Regions from separate parts of the Canis lupus genome. Here region 2 is linked to region 1. Evidence: chromatin contacts called from public Hi-C data. All regions are on one chromosome and are shown on one strand. The core of a region is the stretch at or near the end of the contact, and the rest is flanking DNA. Distances in the headings are between cores, read along the strand shown. Region 1 overlaps LOC119870835 (a long non-coding RNA gene). Region 2 holds the start of KLF9 (Krueppel-like factor 9).

What was found. Hi-C and Micro-C count contacts between places; a contact is called where the count stands out from the background.
Region 2: a Hi-C map of liver shows a contact between it and region 1, with 1.8 times the contacts expected there. The contact joins the promoter of KLF9 here to the enhancer-like site in region 1. A contact is called at or near these places in 2 of 9 Hi-C or Micro-C datasets (amygdala and liver).

The regions. Positions count from the first base shown.
Region 1 is chr1:87,741,281-87,748,368 of UU_Cfam_GSD_1.0, reverse strand. It overlaps LOC119870835 (a long non-coding RNA gene), which reads left to right. Exons shown (of 4, transcript XR_005354196.1): 2 at 2,056-2,149; 3 at 2,945-3,074; 4 at 4,503-5,279. Among named protein-coding and RNA genes, the nearest start is that of KLF9, 34 kb to the left of the region's middle. Within about 2 kb of position 3,943, at least 5 of the 20 cell types and tissues checked have an H3K27ac peak or open chromatin away from gene starts, as enhancers often do. A contact at or near this core is called in liver, where this site is marked.
Region 2 is chr1:87,776,149-87,783,236 of UU_Cfam_GSD_1.0, reverse strand. It overlaps KLF9 (Krueppel-like factor 9), which reads right to left and starts at 4,078. Exons shown (of 2, transcript XM_038527104.1): 1 at 3,503-4,078. The coding sequence starts at 4,007. It overlaps LOC119870835 (a long non-coding RNA gene), which reads left to right and starts at 4,978. Exons shown (of 4, transcript XR_005354196.1): 1 at 4,978-5,114.

The DNA.
Region 1 (7,088 bases), core at 2,694-5,193:
GCTACAGACAGATACTCATACACTCAAAGAAGCAAGTGTATACCCACACTTTTGCTACACATAATAGAACAACTTTTCCCCCAAGCTTTTATACTGCAAGTCAATGAACATAAGGAAAGGACACTTCCCATATTTCCTCTGTCCTCAAGATTAGCTCTTTGAGTCATGCTTCTCTTCCAACTGGGGATTTAAATTCTTTAGAAGGACAGTATATGGGGCAGAAGAAGTTAAGGACCTGGTCCTTCTTCTGACCCTATCACTGGCTCTGTGATGTGGAGAAGTGCCCTCCTGCTTGGTTGCCTGAGTTTCACTGCAGTTAATAGGTGAAGGCTGTGCTGTAGTGGCTCTCTCGCTCCTTCGGTAGGTGTATGCTCTGAACAGACAGCCAGTGATTTGTCAGTGGTGGGGGGAAGCTGTGATGGGAGAGAGAAGGTGGTGAGGTTTGAAGAGACAGGATACTGGGTAGCCATCATCCTCTGGAGAGTAGTATATTCTGCAATTGGGAAAGGGCAGGGTGCAGACATGTCAGCTGAATGCACTGCGTTATCTCTTAAGTTGTTGCAAGAATGAGATAGAGGACTATAGTCCATTTATGCACCCTGTAAAAAAGAAGGTGGGCAGCCTGGGTGGCTCAGCGGTTTAGCACTGCCTTCAGCTCCGGAGGTGATCCTGGAGACCCTGGATCAAGTCCCACGTCGGGCTCCCTGCATGGAGCCAGCTTCTCCCTTGCCTGTGTCTGCCTCTCTCTCTCTCTCTCTCTCTCTCTGTGTGTGTCTCTCATAAATAAATAAAATCTTTTTTTTTTTAAAGGAGGTATTTATAGGTGTCACGGTACTTGGTCCTTTATTGGGTGATACAAGGAACACAGTGTTGGGCCAGCCATGGACCCTTCCCGATGGCTTGCCAACAGCTCTGCCGTGAGAGCTCACTTGCAGGCCCTGGAGAAACTGCTCCCTGAGAATGGGATGGGTCAGATGCTATGGAACTTGATAAACTGGAAAATGATATCCAAACCTTTCTATTTAAGTCGTCAAGTATTTACCAAATTCCTTCAAGAGAGCCCCCCTATGATTCGTGTTTGGTTCTCTCACCTGGCCTCTCCCACAAAAAGTATGGTAAATATTTATTGAATGAATTGGCACACGTTATTTACAAAACCCTCTGTTTGGATTGCGGTTCGGTTGGGACATATTTAGAGAAGCTTTCATGCTGCCTACAACTCTGTGCTCCGAATGTAGGACTTGAGATGCTTAATCTGGGTTTCTTAAGCATTTACCTTAGTCCCCTGTGTACCCTGTTTTCTGGTTCCTACTCACTCAAGCCTTTTCCTCCTCTCCTTCCTTTACCCCCTTCCTACAGGCTGTCACCTGCTTTGGAGGCCAATTCTTGTGGAGAGTTCCTAAAGTCTTGGGTTTTCCAGACTAGTCCTCTGCCTCTCGGAGAACAGCTCATGAGAGTTTGTCCTGAAACACACAGTGATTTCTGTGCTAGATACTGATTTTTTGGTATTTCCTGCTGGAGCTCTGTGTGGGTGGAGTTCCCTCTGGAAGTGCCAGAGTTTTCCTGTTTGAGCAGTTGATTTTTAAAACCTTAAATAAACTCTGTTGTGATGTGTTCAGAATCATAACAACTCACCAACTCTTTCTGAAGCACCTGCTATGAGCCTGGCACTGCTCAAGGGGCGGGGTAGCCAGTGGTGACCTCAGTAGACACCACTTTCAGAGGGCTCTCAGGTCTAGGACACTGATTAGCAAACAGGCATCTGCCTGCCACGTGGTGAGCACCGTGAAGGGTAAAGTCCAGGGGGCCGAGATGAGAGGTGAGGTGCCCAGAGCAGGGGCAGCGGACCCAGGCTCAGGCTTGGCAGGGTTTTGGGGCGTAGGTGTGTCAGCAGAGGCTGCCAGCTTACAGCCAAATCCAGCTAAACTGAGCCCAGAATCTGAGAAACTAAATGTGATAGAATCTGATCTCATTTATCTGTAAGTAGATGACTCCCTTTAATTTGCAAGAAAACTTTTTCAAGCCTTTTTATTTTTTTTAATTTTTTCCCAATAGCTTGAGTATCTCAACTCCCCGTTTCTGCTGCATGTTAACACAGACGCACCAAGTCAGAGGCGCCAACCAAGACAGGATGCTTGCTGGAGGGAAGGTCTGGGCCCTGGGGAAACGTTGCATTTCCTGCATGGAAGGAGAAAGGAGAGGTGGCCTCCAGAGGGGGAGAGTGAAGTGCTCCCAAGCTTCCACCAATTCAGATCTCTATAGGGAACTTCGTTATTTCATTTGAAGTGAATCTCAGGGATGTCAAGCAGGCACATCCACCTCCAGATCGGCCTCAGAGCTCTATTTCAGAGCCACTGGATGTAAATGGCTTGTGATTTCCTCTTTTTAGAGTGTCCAGGTCATTGTTTCCCTCCATTCGTGCAAATCATAAAGACCAACTCCTTGCCAAAAGAAAAAAAATAGGGTGTGGGATGGGAAACAATATAAAGGATTCTGTGTGTCTGGCCAGACAGAGTTCCCTGTGATTAGTCTTGGATTTACTTTCAATCTCTTGGTCAGGCAATAAAATGCCTATTTGTTAAAATAACTTTTTAAAGGTATGATTTACATCACATCAATAAAACACACCCGTTTTAAGTGGTATACTGTTCTGTGAATTCTGACAGATGTTTACATGGGTGCCACTCTCCACAACAAAAACTTGGACCATATGCAATCCCCAAAGTTCCCTTAGGGCTTTCTGCAGTCACTCCAGCCCCAGCCCCAGGCAAGCACCAACCCACTTTCTGTCACCAGAGATTAATTTGGCCTGTTCCAGAATTTCCAATAAATGGAATCACACCATATATTCTTTTGGCTCTGGCTATTGTACCCAGGATAATGTTTTTTGAGATTCATTCTTATTGTTCGTATATCCTTAGCTCATTCCTTTTTTAAATTTAAGATGCTGATTTTTGAAGTGGCAAACAAATGTTCAATGTACCACTCAGTAAGACGAGCAGATCGAGGAAGTCCCTCCGGTCTAAAAATTCAATCAACTTGCCCAGGAAGCACAGGTCTGAGCATTGCATCAGGTTAGTCCAGATCATATTTAAGAAGCGGCCAGGCCCGAGAATTTCTGAGCTGCAGGAGCCCAGGAGGCCGGGGAGTGATGAAGCCTCAGTGAATGACAGGACGTATTACAGAGGATGACAGGGCTATTTGTTCGGTTCCGTTATGAGCTCAGCAAAATGTGACAATCCTGGGAAATATAAATATATATTGCTGTATTTATATGTGTGTTTGCCTCAGGAGACCCGGCAGGGAGTGGCGGGTGGGAGAGTGGGTTCCTGCAGGACTGGTGTGGGCAGAGATTACTGGGTAAAGTGTAGGCCATGTCAGTGGCATAGCCAATAAATAAAAATTACAAAAATCTCTAATATTTATTGAGCACTCACTATGCACCTGGCACTGTGCTCCCTCCTTATACTCGCTGTATCCTATGAAGCCAAAGCCTTTAGTCTCTGCCCCGCATCCATCCCTTACCATATTCCTGCACATGTATCACTGCCAGCTCTGTGCTCCCAGAGCCAGCGTGGTGGGGCTCTGTGGTGGGGGATGATCCCCCAGTTGCTGGAACCACTTTGCATTCCAGTCTGGAGAGCAGAAGTATCTGGGACTTACGGGCAACCAAATAGGGCAGGGGGCAAGCACCCCAGATCCCCATGTCACTCACCCTATCCCCAGTTCTCTGGTCCATGGCATTTTGCTTGACTCAACATTATTTGGTCTCCTGCCCTTCATAGTCCCATATTCCTCAACTTCTTTATTTTTAAGAGAGGGAGAGAGGGTTGCAGGGGGAGAGGGAGAGAGAGAGAATTCAGGCAGGTTCCATACCCAGCGAGGAGGAGCCAGTGGTGGGAGCCTCATGACCCTGAGATCATGACCTGAGCTGAAAGAGCAAAGGTCTAATGCTTAAGTGACTGAGCCACCCAGGCGCCTCTGTTCCTCAAATTCTGAAGCAGTGTTTCCTGGAGCTGCTTCCTAACAAATCATGTTTACATGAGTCCTCCTCTCAGGGTCTGCTTCTGCGGACTCCAGATGTAGACACAGCACTATCATAGTCATTTTACAAATAAGGAAACTAAGACTCTCTGTCTCTTTGTCTCTGTCTCTGTCTCTCTCTCACACACACATCCCTAGCTAGATCCTGCTCATCCTTCAGATAAAAACCTGAACTTCACTTTCTTAGGCAGCTTTCCCTGACGCCCCATCCACAAGTTCTCAGAATCATCCTTTGTAGCACTTACCTCCAGTTCTCAGTTTGCAATGATCTGATTATTTCACCAATGACCATCTCCCCTGCTTGACTGCTGGCTCCAGGAGGTCAGGGGCCCTGTCCCTTGTGCTCTCACCTGTACCCTCAGCACCCCAGCACCCCCAGCAGAATTTCTAGAACACAGTCATTGCTCAATAAATTTTTGCTGAATGTATGATTTGAAATTCCTTTTGTTTTCTCACAGGTGCTCACTGGCCTTCCAGATACCTCTCAGCCTCTGCATGGGTCAGAAACACATAATGTATAACCCCCAGGAGTGACACAAGGCCTCCCACCCACTTCTCTTCTTCTGCGTATTTAGGGAAGCACAATTTCCAGGGCAAGGTGACATTACTTTGCTCCGGGGGAATGAAATTTAGCATTCAACTGTGGAGTTGAATCCAGAGCTGAACCTGGAAGGCTGGGTAAAATTTGAATGGATTATTAGGAGGAAATTTGAATACTATTTTAATGAAATATGATGGCATTTAAGTACATACACATTGTGAATTAAATACACGTTCTTGGATGCCTATAACTTCTTATCAAAAGCACACTTAATCCCAAGTTCTCATTAGGAAGCTGATAAGCACCCTATTTCCTTCTATTCCAGCAATGATGATTCCCCAGCTAGACAAAATTTACAAACTGCTTTGGAAGCATCTGTGGAGAAAGGTGCCATATGAATGTATGAGATTATTGAAATAAATGCTGATTTAGAGATTTCCCAGGTGGATAGTTAAAATATACTGGGGCACACACATATCCTCATACCCCACACTCAGGGTACTTTCTGCTCTGATCAGCGGGGATAAATTTCCCTACTTGACAGTTGACTGTAAATCAAGAAGTGTGTTTTAATAGTCACTGGCTTTGTGCTGCTGTCTCAGGCAATCCTTCACCTCCTGGGACACAGGACCTGAAGGATCTTGGCACTTTCTCTCCACTGCACATGGAGAGGCGGTGCTTAGCAGCAAGGTAAATACTGGCATGCTGTCCGTGAGTGGCGAATACAAATAAGTCAGGATATCCTATTTAAGTTTTAAATATATTTGCATTCTATTTAAGTTCTCCTCTGGATCTACCATTTTTCTTATCAACAGGTAATAGAAGAAGAAATCATGAGTTTCCCAGGTTTTTACCAACCCAAAACAAAATATTTTTTTGTGACAATATAAAGGCCAGAAGGTATTTGACAGTCAATAAATGCTGGGTGAATCATTTCGAAGGTAAACACATGCCCTTATTTCCACAAACCCTGATTATTGGACTAGATTACTGAACTTGCTCCTTTTGACTTTATCCCTTATAATCCTGCCCATCAGTGTTTGTTCGGAGGAGCTCAAATAAACCAGGCTGTTCCATACCCCAGTACCATTGAGCATACTACCTTTGGTGCCTAGATAGGAATGCTTCCCAATAACCCAGGTGGGTTGGGGACACTTTCTCATGTTTCAATACCCAGGAACAGGATGACCTTTAGCTTCCTTTATGAAGCTTTTCTTGAGAGATTCTCCCACTCCTAGAATTGCCACTTTATCCCATACAAACGCACATATCTATTTAACACAAACATGACGGGGCTCTCTTGGGAAGTCCCGGTTTGCACCCTGTACACTTTGACACCGTAATCAATACTTCATTGCTACCCAGTTTCCTCCTTGTAACCTCTGAAGCCTCTCTCCAAAGCATTTTGAGTAATGTATATTTTACTGAAATGTTCTCAAGCGAGAAAAGCTGAGGGCTTTCATTGAACACCATATGGCCCAACTTCATAAAATTGCCGCCATTCCAAAAGCCTTTTCTCTCATTGCCAGCAGGCTTCTCTCCTCTGTCTCCTTCATTCTCCACTCTCTCCTGACCTCCTCCCACCTGGATGCCTCATTGTCACCCTGATTGCATTTAGCAATTCAGCCTTTCAACCCTTTCTCTTTCACAAAGGAGACATCCTCAAAATCCTTCACATCCTTGAAATTGTAGGGCCTTTTATCAAAAAAACTCTCTCTTTGAGATTCCTCTTAAAAGGCAAGGGTAACAAAACCAAATACATTTCTTCTCTTTCTGCTAAAGACTGGAGCAATTTGAGGACAGGAATCAAGCCTGATACGTGTATCTCCCGCGCAAAATCTTTAAAGTATTTGTGAAATGAAAGAATGCAACAATATAGCCACAGATTAAAATCCCTAAAGTTCTACTTTGGCCATGGCTTTCTTCTGCTCACCTTGCATATCTTCTCAACTCCTGCTCTGGCCATCTGCCATTTCTTCCTGACTCTAGCACACTGCTCAGCTATGATGGGTCCTCTCTCCTCAAGGCCATGGCAATAACCTTGCCTTTCAGTGTTCATATGGGTTGTCTCTCCAGGCCTAGAATATGCCGTGTCCCTCAGGAGAGTGGTTGGTAGTGGGGTACCATCACCCTCTTGAAGGCCAAGGTGGACGCTACTGGTCTGGTCTTGCAGGTCCATTCAAGTCCTTCTTATTCTTCAAGGCTGAATGCCCAACCTACCTCAAGACATGCCACTGAGGTCTCCAGTCCAGACATAACTCACTCTCTTGAGTCCTCAGGATATAAGCCTTGTACACATTCACTCTGATGGCCCTTATTATCCACACTTCCATTATTGTGGAATTGGGGGTATGAGGTTTTGAGGTCATTCCTTTTCCCAGAATGTGGTCATGATTAGACCTATTCAACTAAAAATTTTACAGTTTTTGCCCATCTCCAGACTTGGGGTAGGTTTGTGCTTATCAAACCCCTTGAAGTTATGTGGTTATGTGCGCCTATTTAA
Region 2 (7,088 bases), core at 2,829-5,328, 35 kb before region 1:
GAGTTAGTTTGGGGTATGTGCTCTGAGATGGGGGTGTGTGTGTAGGTGTGGATGTGGGGGCTGTGAGAGGACTTCTGTGTGCACACGGGCACACAGGTGAGGGCAGTGATATGGCTGTGGCTCTGTGGGGCAGGTGTGACAGGATAATCTTAAAACCGCTTGCCTTTAAAAAAATATATATGCCCCACATGTTTTCAGGCCAAGTACTCTTAATGGGTCCCATTGTTAAACTGGAACATTACCATGAATGCCCTCTAATGTGTCCCCAAAGTCTGGAAACGAAAACGAATGTGTTTATGGCATTTTTCAGATTAATCGTGCATCTGCTTCTTAAACTTTAGAGGCACATTACTTGAGAGGAACATCTGACCCAGAGGCTAATGAAAAGCAAATTGAGCTTAGTATTATAAAATGTAAACTGATATACTACTTAAAAATAAGTTTATCCTGGTTCCTGATTTTGAGGATACCCTCTCTATCACACACAAGCTACAAGATGCAGAATTTCTTGAGGGCTTTCTGTACGTGGAATCCTATTAGGTGCTTTGCCTATGTTATTTAATCTTTGTACAAGAACCTATGAGGAGTTCGGTGATAACAGCCATATACACACAGAGTGGATTAAGAAACGGAGGGTCAAACAAAGAAGGATAGTAAAATTACATGCCAAAAGAGATGATGTAAATGATTAAAATAAAGGGCACTGTCGAGTAAAGAATGATCAGTTCAAGCCAATTGTTGCTGGGTAGGACTTCAGGCCCAGTACTGCCAGATGGATCGATTTTTCCAGAGAAGCCAGAACTCTGGATTTGTGACGAATCATCTGATTTCTAGATGTTAGTAACTAAACTACATTTTTATTAACTCTGTGTTGGCCAAGCCAAACAAATTTGCGAAGCAAATCCAGCAGCAGGCCTGTCTAGTTTGCAAACTTGGAATTCCAAATTGCTGAAGTTTCTCCCACCTGGGAAACAACAGGACAAACGAGAACCCAACTCAAAAGTGTGTTTTCTCTTAGGATACTGCGGAAGTAGCTGCACTGGATGAAATGCAATTTTGTTTAAATGACTCAACTTCTAAAGCCACTGGTTTTGTGGAAGTGGCAGCTGGAGGAGGCTCCAGGAGCTGGTGGAGCAGCAGAAAGGACTCTCATAGGGCCACACAGAGCAGGGTGGGGGTGTGGCTGGAATTTTAGCTGTTAAAAGCTTCATAGAATGCAGACATTCCAAGGGCTAGCTGGGATCCACCTTCTGGAAAAAACCAGGAAGCTCCTTACCTCTCCCCCCCCCCCCGCCCCCCGCTTTACCCCCCAAGACAATCCAACTTGAAGCCCTATCTGCTGCAACTTCCAAATGCACAAGACCTAGAAATCTCTTCTTTGGAGTATCCTTCACACATCCCTAGTTCAGTAGGAGTATGCTTCCCACAATATTTACAGAGGGCGAGGTTTTTGTTCAACCACGTCCTGGTGTCACAGAGCCCCCCAAACGTAAAGAAGACACCTGCTATCACCATATCCCTAGTTTCAGAAGACCGACTGTAGCATTTAAAATGGGATTAACATTTCACTTGGTTTTCCACTCCTGACTGTGTAAAAGGTTCTCCTGGAACAGCTGGGCCGGCTTGCCTTATGGAGAATTAAAGAGCACCACGCATGCACGCACACATAAGCAGCCATTTCTATAAATGCCCGAGAAAAAAAAAAAAAATCACTCGGCTGAATGGGTCACGTCTCCAGGAATCCTTTTTTTCTAAGACAGGAAGACTCAGGTAGCGCCCACGCCCACAGAAACCCTGCAGGCCTCCCCGGCCACCGGCCACCGGAGCGGGCAGCTCCCTGAAGGAGAAAGTGCCTTTGCTCAAGGTGGCAGTGGGTGTCGGGGTGAAGTGAACCCCCGGGGGACGTGGCTGACAAGGCCAGGCCCGCCCAACAGCTGCTGGTGAGTAACACCCTGGGGCTAATATACCCCTACCTCACCCTGGGGGGAGTGACGCTAAAGGTCACATCCCCCAGTTCAGGCACACATCTGCCTGCCCCCAGCCTTGCAGACACAAACTTTGTCAACTGTGCTAGTTTGATGGCAACTTAAGAGGACAACCCCAAACAGAACCTGATTTTGCAGGAACCACGCAGGAAAGTCAGTTTTGCTCCTGTGCCAGCAGCCACCTCCACAAGGAGCACTGTCCAAAGGAAATAAAACCCGACATGCAGTTACGTGGCCTTCCTCTGAAAGAGCAAAACCAACCCAACCCAACCAAGTATCATTCTCAAACCACAGGCCCAGGGCCTCATCTTGAGTGTACCGACAATTACACCAAAGAATGACAGTACTTTGCTAAGTAACTCCAACAGCCTCTTAAATATCGCGTGGGATGGAGGGAAAAGAAGTTCTAGGAAAAGATCAAGTCCTGTGCTTCCTTATCAGAACAGCGGTTGTAACAGGACCTTTACTAAAGATGTGGAGATAGCATGGCCCAACCCTTTCCAACTTTTTCTGAGTGTGTTACCCAGAACCAGCACAATTGGCTGACCAAGAATCTCGGGAAGCCTCCAAAGCCCATCTTAACCTGCTTATGTCTTTTCTGGCCACATCCCTTGGGCCAGCCCTTGCCTTTTGGTGTCCCTGGGAGAGACCCTGGTTGCAGGAGGGAGCCTGGATGTCAGGCCAGGACCACACCTCCTCGCTGACTGTTCAGGGTGCAGGGTGCCACCAATCATGGTGGTGGTGGCGGCGGTGGGGAATCGGCTGTGGAATCTCCTTAAAAAAAGGCTAACTAGTCATGAAGTTAACCCCCTCCACCATCACTTGATCAAACTCCTCTGCTGCCCGAAGCAGTGTTATTTTAAACCTCCCTGGGGACTCTGGGCCAAATTTAAAACCACCTTGGCAAGCCCTGAAAAAGTAGCAAGCACGGGGCTAAATGAGTCCTTAGTCATCCCTAAAAGGCTCCCCCGTAAACTGCTTCTCCCCAGGTTTGGGGCGCGTCTCGCTGCAATCCCACAAGAGAATCAAATAAAAGCTACGCCATTTGACCTCCCCGATGCCAGCGTGTGCCCAGGTGGGGTGGCCCCACGGCCGTGGGGTGCGGGAGCCCTGCGAGGGGGGGCGGGGCGGGGAGGGGAGGGGAGGGGAGGGGAGGGGAGGGGAGGGGAGGGGCGGCACCACTCCCGGCGAAGCCACGCACAGGGGCCGGCCCTCGGCGCTCGCTCCCCGGCCTGCCGGGTTAGGGCTCTCGGCGGCTCCTGGAGACGGGAGACGCGGCGAGAGGGGGAGCCTTCCGTCTCTCCGCGGCTCAGTCAGTTAAAGAGTCGAACGGCAGCACCTGATCCAAAATACGGGCACCCTCGAGGCCGAGTGTGGTGTCCTTAACGCCCCGAAAGGCTGCCCAGCCAAAGGTCAACTAACCCCAGAGCTGGGCTGGGCTGGGCTGGGCTGGGGTGGGGGGTGGGGTGGGGGGGGTGGGGGGGTGGGGGGGGGGGGGGGAGGGAGCCGCCGCTAACCTGTATGCACTCTGTAATGGGCTTTGAGATGGGAGGATTTTCCATAGACTTTCCCACAGCCACTGTAGGGGCACTTGTGCCTCTTTTCGGAGGCGTGTTTCCCCTTCGCAGCCACTCCGGGGTGGAGGAGGGAGAGCGGGCTGGGCGCGCCGCCAGGATCCTGTCTCTCCTCGGGGCTGTGAGAAGGACTCGACCCAGATTCGGTGGTCACGTCGCTGTCGGATCCCATATCCTCATCCGGACTCTCCAGACTGTCGCTGCACACCGAGGGGGTCTGGATGGGTCGGTACTTGTTCAGGTCCAACAGGCTCTTGGCGATGGTGACCAGCGTGCAGTAATCCTTCCAGGCGTCCCCCGGGTCGCCGTGCTCCTTGGCCACCTCGCGCTCAGGGAGTCGCAGTCGCTCGGCGTCCGGGGCGCCCCCGTGCTCCGGCACCGCAGCGCGGTTCGAGATCGACACCAGACACTGGGCGGCCACGAAGTCCATGTAGGCGGCCGCGGACATGGTGCGGGCGGCGGCAGCCCCGGCGGCGCGGCCCAACTCGGCGGTGGCTGCGGAGGTTCGGCGCGGCCGGCCCTGGCCTCGGACGACGAGCGCGGCGCGGCGCGGCGCGGCGCGGCGGCCAAGGGGGCGGGGGCGGGGGCGCGGGCGCGGGGCGCTTCCGACTCGCAGGAGCGCGAGGCGACCTCAGCCCCTCATCTTTACGTAACCGGCAGCGCCTCCGCACGCAGCATCCACGGCCTCGGGCTCCGCCGCGCCGCCGCCGCCGCCGCCGCCGCCCGCGCCCCGCTCCCCGCGCCCCGCGCCCCGCGCCCCGGCGCGAGTCCCCCCGACGGGCGCGCCGGCCGCTCCGAGCCGGCTCCCTTGGAAAGATGCCACACGTGGCGGCCGCAAGTTTATTCGCTTGAAAACGCCCCCGAGGCGCTGGGAGAGGAAACTGCAACGGAGGTACACGCCCTCGGCCGCCGGCCTCTCTCCGTCGAGCCGCAGCCCCGGGTCCCGTTCACCCGAGCACCCGCACGCGGGGGGCTCGGGCCGCAGCGAGCGCCGGGTCTAGGACGCGCCTCTCGGCCGGTCCGCGGGCGCCCTCCGAGCCCCTGCGCCGGCCGGTCCGCACCGTTCCGGCATTCTCTCGCTCAGTAACAATTTCGCAGAATCCCATCACGTCACAACCCAAACCCCCTCCAATTGGCCAGCGGGGAGGGTGATTCAACTCTGTTTACTTTCTCCCCCTGCCAGTCAGCGCGGCCTCTCGGCGGAGAGGTGCGTCTAGCACTGAGGCGCGCGGCCAATCCGGCCGTTCCGAGCCGCCGCCTCGTGCTACCCCGACAGCCTCGAACGCGGGCGCTTAAAAGGGTAACAGCCGGGCAGGCCGGCGGGGCGCGCCGCCTCCTCCCCGGGAGCGCCGGGCGGCTCCCCCCGGCCCGCGCGCTCCGGGCGGCGGGGCCGGGGCACGCGCCCCCCGCACCCCCAGCCCCACCCCGCCGCCCCGAACCGCTGGCGCTCGTTCTCGTGACAACAGAAAACTTGGCGCCCGGCTTCCCAGCTTGCAAACGGTTAAGTGGCTTCCTGCAAACGCTAGAGTCCCAGCAACCAGCCTTCCAATCGAAAGTAAGTTGGTTGATGTCACTGACATTGGCCCGGCCAATCAGAAGGGGCGCTCCGAAAGCGAGCGCCCCGCGCCTGGAAACCCCGGGAGCTGTAGTGAAACTGGACGCAGCCTTGTGTGTCGTGTTGCTGGTAGTAAAAGTGAGATGTGTATGGGAGGGCAGGGGTGATGAGTAAATGCGATGTGAGTCAATACTTAACAACAACAACAACCAAATGTCAGGCCAAGTTGTCCAAGAATAAGCACAAATGAGAAAGCATCATTTCTTTCTTTGTGTCTTTTCTTTTTCTCTTTCTTTCTTTCTTTCTTTTTCTTTCTTTCGTTCTGTTTGGGGATGCAGCATACTTTTGGGTAGGTTTTTAATATACATGCAATGTGAGTCAATACTTTAAAAGAAACTAAATATGTCAGGCGAAGTTGCACAAGAATAAACACAAATGAGAAAGCATCATTTCATTTTTCCCCCCTTCCAGTTTGAGGCTGCAGCATGCTTTTGGGCAGATTTTTAATAATTCCTTCAATCCAGGGACCCCTGGGTGGCTCAGTAGTTGAGCGCCTCCTTCAGCTCACGGTGTGATCCAGGGATCCTGGGATCAAATCCCACATCAGGCTCCCTGTGGGGAGCCTGCTTCTCCCTCTGCCTGTGCCTCTGCCTCTCTCTGTGTGTGTCTCTCATGAATAAATAAATAAAATCATAAAAAAACTCCTATTAATGATCCTTCAAGCCAATGCATTGACTATGACCAATTCATCTGAAAAATGTAGGGCTGACAAAAGTTCTGTTTAAACCAAATTCTTGGGATGCCTGGGTGGCTCAGTGGTTGAGCCTCTGCCTCTGGCTCGGGGTGTGATCCTGGAGACCAGGGATCAAGTCCCAGGTCAGACTCCCTGCATGGAGCCTGTTTCTCCCTCTTCCTGTGTCTCTGCCTCTCTGTCTCTCTCATAAATGAATAAATAAAATCTAAAAAAAAAAAAAAAAGCCTTTTTTTACTGTCTCACTACTCTTACAGGAAATACCCCATCTTTGCTTTTGGGATACCTTTTCATTCCTCTCCTTCCTTAGTGCAGTTTATTCTAGGTAAGTTATTTTAGTTTTGTTTTGAAGCTACTGTAACCCATCTTCAATTAAATGCAGACAAAAATTTGTATGACTCTTTTTAAAAACACCATTTTCTTTCCATAGACCCTTAGATGTGATTTCAGGGTTTGTTTCTCTTCCCTCACTTTACAAACGCCAAGACTGAGATGTATAGAAGTGACTTGTCTATCTTATCAGGTAGACAGTGACAGAGCTCAATTGAAACCATAAATCTAATGATGGCCAAGCCCTTTGGGCTTTAAAACAACTGGGCTCTTCGATTTTGTGAAATATTAACTGTGCTAGACAGATTCTTAAGAACTGGAAGGAGCCAGAGATCCTTAGGTATTGAATATTGTGGCATTACGGGATCAATGATTAGCATGGGTCTTGGAGTCTGATTAACTCAGTTTGCCCCTCCCTCTGAATGAATGATGGGTTGTTTTCCATCTTGAGAGCTGAGAAAAGAATCTAGGGCTAATGCCTCTTGCAGGAGGCAAACCATCAGCACAACTGGTTAAAAATACATTGATTTGGGGATCCCTGGGTGGCGCAGCGGTTTAGCGCCTGCCTTTGGCCCAGGGCGCGATCCTGGAGACCTGGGATCGAATCCCACGTCGGGCTCTCGGTGCATGGAGCCTGCTTCTCCCTCTGCCTATGTCTCTGCCTCTCTCTCTCTCTCTCTGTGTGACTATCATAAATAAATAAAAATTAAAAAAATACATTGATTTTCCTAATTGGGTATGAGAGGTACCTGCCTCTTAGTGATACAGATCCACTGAGGTCCAACCATGGCCCTCACTGGCTGTTAGCCTTGGTCAAGGGTTGGGAACATTACTCACACCAGTTTCCTGGTCTCTAAAGGTCCAAATTAACACTCCCAGTTTGAAGGCCAGTA